Linked DNA regions of Gossypium hirsutum: region 2 is linked to region 1. A link is a contact called in public Hi-C data. All regions are on one chromosome and are shown on one strand. The core of a region is the stretch at or near the end of the contact, and the rest is flanking DNA. Distances in the headings are between cores, read along the strand shown.

Region 1 (2,775 bases), core at 175-2,674:
TATTGTAGCAAATACATCATTATAACAGATTTTTGCTCATACCGCTTGTACTCTGGTGACTGCTTGTATTTCTCAAACTCTTGCTGCCACTCCTCATCAGATAGAGGAGGAAGGTTCCCGGCGAATTTCCAATCAGTCATTGAAAGGCCAGATCGGGTTAATCGTGTGACACCACCTAGTACCACCATACTAAAAACCCATGCAGCAGAACCAAAAAGCCATATCCCCACCATTTTCTGAGCACGTGGACCTGCAGTTACTAGCATCTTCAATCCCTGCTTCTCAGTGCCAACAGAAGCCACGGTGGACATATTCCTGAAGGACGGCACATGATGTCCCTAAAACAAATAAAAGATCTTCCTTTTAGTCACATTCACATACCACTTGGAGAGCATATCACCATTGTTCTTTTACGTAACTTTAAGAGAAAATTTACAGCAGAAACAACTTTTTTTCCTTGGATGTTAAAACAATACTTGAACCACCATTTTCACCTTCAAGTACTTACGCTAAATGTAGCCTCTCCATGAATATAGAAAAAGCAATACAGATCAAAATTCCTAATAGTTCTTTAAATTAGAACCAGGGAATGCATCTGTTATGCTAGAATAAAAAACTATTCCCAAGTGCTGTCATCAAACTCATATTATGGTTCTAGTATGAATGTTTCTAATTTTAAATGGATTCCCATCATTCATCCCACACTCCAAAAGCTTAAATCAAACAAATCCAAAAAAAGGGGATGATCCAAATCACTTGTTCTCCCACCAATAACCACAATCTATCAGCATCACAGTAGAGAAATGCAAATTCCAATTACTCAACAAAAAACTTAAAGAAATACGCTAAAAGAAGGTGATCAATCCAATCACATCCCTTCTCAAGAACTAAAAAATTAACTACAAAAGATTTATTCGAAAAAAAAAACGATACCCATATCAATAAAATGAAGAAAGAATCAAAATCGAGAGATAAAAGAACCTTAGGCAGTGATCTAAAGCCATAAAAGGAGGTCCTAGCAACTGCATTAGCAGAAGAAGGCGTAAAACAACGAGAGGAACAGGTTCCCTTGAGATTGGATGTTAAGCTGTTGATTATAGCTTTGTTTCTCTTTAGAATTGAACCAACTACTCTGCTTTGAAACATTTTTTTTTTTTGCTTGGGGGGGGATTAGCGTCTTCTCTCTGGGTTTCTCTTGGGTTTAATTCTTAAAACTGTGGGTTTATGATTCTAAAAAGAAAAAAAAAACTGTGGGTTTATGGAGGTTTTACGACACTGTAAAAAGGGTTTGCTCAGTTCTACATTGGGACTTGATGGGTTTGGAGGATCCCTTTGTTGGTTTCAAGCCGCTAGTTTACCAAAAAGGCAAAAACATGATTCACCGTTGGTACTGAAATGAAATGTCAAGAAAATTGAGGTGATTTGAGTGCCACACTACACCTTTCCAATGGCCGGGTAGCCCACTCGGTCTAATAAACCCAGCCTGATTTGGATCAAACTTGGACAGGAATGTTGTATTTTGGGCTTGAATTATTTTTTAAATTTAAATTTAATTATAAATATTAATTAAAAATATTTTTATTATTTTATTATTTTTAATAGTAAAATGATTTTTTTTAGTGGATCGTGTCAGCCCGAAACAGGTATGAGCGTGAAAATTTTTTGAAACCAGGGCTTGGCTCGGCGTAGTTCATGGGGAGCTTTAATCTCAACTCATATCCAAATAATTTTTTTTTGGTTTGATACAAAGTATAAACCTACTCATAACTTCTTCTCGCCCTTAAATAAGAAGAAATATGTGTTGAGCACGCTCGAACCAACGAGACATTATTTTTTATTTTTATATTATAAAATTTATGTCATATAAAAATTATAATATAAAAATTAATAATATATGTGATTGTTTATGTTTATTAATAATATAAATTTTAATTAAAAATTATATAAAATTCCTAAATATTAATAAAAGTTTATATATACATGTACACAAAAATATTCAATCGTAAATTGACTTGAAAATTTGAAGTCAAATTTTATTTGTGTTCTTTGAAAAGAGTACAATATTTGAATTTTTTAATTACAAAGAAAACTCTTTTAATTCTTATTTCGATGGAGTTTCAATCCAAAAACCATCTAAATTTGATCTTAGAAAGATGTGGTTTGCTTCAAGAGTCATTAAGACTTAATCTTGAAGTAGGGGCGAAGTCAGAACAATTTTTTAGGGGGGCGAATGAAATTTTAATTTTTTATAGTCTATATCTTTATAAATTTTAAAGTATTAAATTGAATTTTTATAATTTTAGGGGGCAAAGTGCAATTTTACCTTTACTAATTTAAAATTTTAAAAAAATTTAGAGAGCCTAAATGTCAAATTTTCACTTTAGGGGAGCCGGGGCCCATGCCAGCCCCCTAGAATCGCCTCTGTCTTGAAGTTGAGTTTAGTGAGATGTTTGCTTAAAAATTTGATTTGATTGAATTTAAAGGTCTTTGATATGATCTTGAATCAATGATTTTCACTTCAAAAGTCATCGAAACTTGATCTTAAAAATGGGTTGTCTCCTTTATATTGACACAACCGAATTGGAGATGATCATCTTACTCGTACCCTAATTTTCAGAATTTTTTTTAATATTTTGCGATCCGTGAATTTTTTTTATTTTTTTCCGGGGAATTTGAACCCAAATTTAAAACGCATGCCACTTATATTTTTGTTTAACTCAAAAAAAAAAAAAAGAGAAAAGAATTCAACTAAAAATTCAAAGTGGAAGTGGTCTA
Region 2 (2,700 bases), core at 168-2,667, 140 kb after region 1:
TGGCTATACTGCCGTGTGTCACTTGTAAATTCTTAGTGTATTAAGTTAGTGTGTTACATGGCCTAGCACACGGCCTGCGACATGGTCGTGTGTCACAAGTCAGAGAGTTACACGGTTTGGCACATGGCCTATGACACGGTTGTGTGACCCAACTCAGTGAGCTACACGGGTTGAGACACGGGCTGAGACACGGCCGTGTGTCCCTTTATTCGATTGTTATATGGCCTGGGCTGTCAGATGGCCGTGTGACCCCTATTTTCAAATTTTACAACTTTTTCTCAAGTCTTCTGATTTGTTTCAAATTAGTCTCGAATTGCTTCTAAACCATTTTTAGGGCCTTGAAGGCTCGATTTAGGGCCCAGATGCATATGTTTGTTAGGTTTTTAATGTGATTTATTCATTTAGTGCTAAATTATTTTATTTAGATGTTTTGATGTTGAATGTTTTTTTTATTGCTAAGTAATGCTCTATAACCCTAATCTGATGATAGAGACAGGTTAAGGGTGTTATAGTATTGATGGAGAAAACCTTATCCGCCTTGGAAAAGGTTAGAAACTCTTTATGCGACTAAGTCTCTAGCTAACCGTTTAGTGTTGAAACAATGTTTATTTACGTTTCGCATAAACGAATGTGAGCTTCTTAGAGATCACATTAGTCAATTTATTACTTTTTTTGAATGATTTAAAGAATGTTGAGGTTAAGATTGACGATAAAGATCATGCTATGCTATTATTGTGTTCTTTACCCTCTTCATATAAGTCTTTCAAGGAGACCCTAATTTATGACAGAGACAAACTCTTGTTTGAGGATGTGAAGGGTCATTTGTTGAGTAAAGACAAACTCGACAATAAGTTTGGTTCAGATAGCAAGAAAGATAAACAAGTTTCTATTTTGGTAGCATCAAAGAATAGAGACAGGAGCTCCTCTTTGTTGACATTTATGGAGAGTCCGTCTTTCAGTAGTACTAGTGCTTATTTGAGCCAATGGCTACGAATAGAAACTATTTCCCCAAGTCTGGATCGGCTACTTCTTGGGAATTTCCCATTATTGATTTTGTTAAATGCGATTGTAATGCCTCTTTAGATCTTGTTTGAAGTGGTTGATGGATGGTGGATTTTGGTTGCAAAAGCCTTTACTATTCAAGTGGGCATGTTTGTGGACTAAAGACAGGGTTTGTGGAGCAAGATATTTGTTTCTTATGCTATACCCATTGTTGATGATTGAAAAGAAACACTAAACCTATTGCAAATTTGGAGTGTTAAAAATGTCTTAAAGCCCAGTCCACATGTTTATAACCAAAGTCACAAACATATCACTCCACGTTTTTCTCAGATCCAAAAACCTCCATTTCCCACTCCCCTTTTCACGTCTCTCTTCCTGTTAAAAACCAAAAAGTTTCCCTGTAAATAAAAGAAGAAAAAAAAGATGTGTTTTGGGAGAATATGTATGTGCTGCACATATTTGGTAATTATAGTGATTGTGATCGGTACTTTGTTTGGTTTTGGTGTTTTCAAGAAAGGGATAGAGAAGATAAAAAATTCAACGCACGATGAGATTGATTTTTATCCCTGTGATCCTTTATTCTTTCCTTATGGAAGGCCTGTCTTGGGTTATGGAGCTCCACTTCAATTCTAATTTCTTCCCTCCCATTTTTTTGGTTTTTAAATCTCATTTTTTTCCCAGTTTGGATTGTTTCTTTCTTGGGATTTATGAATATTATGATGTGTTTACATTTAGATTCTTGAGTGATGCTCTTCAATTTAAAGACGTGATTTCTTTAAGGTGGCCTCTTTGCTGAAACACTCAATTTAATTATTTCAGAAGTCGAAGGAGGATAGACCCCTGATCCAATCGATAGCGGAGTCAGCAAAATTGTTTTCCTTTCTCAAATTAATTTGTATATTTTTATAATAGTAAAAATATAATTTTTTTAATTTTAATAGTCACCTAACGATTTAATTTATTCTATTTTAGTCCCCACTATTAATATTTTCAGTTTAATTAGTTGACTTTTTAAAATTAAATATTTTAACCACTCTTGTCCCTAAGTGAATAACAAAAGTTTAATGTAAAATTTATCATTTTAATTATAATTCTAAAAATTATAAAATATATTTAGAAAAACTTAAAAATATCTGCATATAAAAGATTTTAAATTTAGTATCATAGACCAAAATCAATATTGATATACTTATCTAAAAGAAAAGTATAGTGGTAATATCATACAACAAAGACTACCAATAAAAGTATGACACGTAAGCGGTTAACTCTAGTCCCCATTGTGGACAATCACTTGCACCTACTTCGACAAGAAGTTAAAAGAGCGAAGGGAACTGAAACTCTGTCGTAAGAAACAACATCCAATATAAAGTAAATTGAAACAAAGGTAAATTAAAGTCCTTTCTTTTCTTATATTTATATATTACTAATTATTTGTTAACCCCAAAACTTTCATTAAATCAAAGATCTAAAGCTTCTGCCAGGATGAGAATTACTGTAATGACTGCAGATGAACAGATCCTTAGCTTGGATGTTGATCCTCATGAAACTGTTAAGCACCCTTTAATCCCTTCTTTTAGTTCTTTACTCCTTTTTGCTGATTTTTTTTTACTTGTTTTATTAGATTGAATTTGTTTTGAAAGCTACCCCTTTTTCCTCAATCTTTATACTTATTTTGCTGATTTTGGTATTTTCCTTTGT

Evidence for each region. Hi-C and Micro-C count contacts between places; a contact is called where the count stands out from the background.
Region 2: a Hi-C map of leaf shows a contact between it and region 1, with 4 times the contacts expected there. The contact joins the promoter of LOC107920379 here to the promoter of LOC107920309 in region 1. A contact is called at or near these places in 19 of 34 Hi-C or Micro-C datasets (anther, callus, fibers and 4 more).

What each region holds. Positions count from the first base shown.
Region 1 is chrD13:47,007,409-47,010,183 of Gossypium_hirsutum_v2.1, forward strand. LOC107920309 (cytochrome c oxidase assembly protein COX15) reads right to left here and starts at 1,425. Exons shown (of 7, transcript XM_016849955.2): 1 at 982-1,425; 2 at 43-338. The coding sequence starts at 1,146.
Region 2 is chrD13:47,146,407-47,149,106 of Gossypium_hirsutum_v2.1, forward strand. LOC107920379 (protein DNA-DAMAGE INDUCIBLE 1) reads left to right here and starts at 1,418. Exons shown (of 15, transcript XM_016850071.2): 1 at 1,418-2,550. The coding sequence starts at 2,485.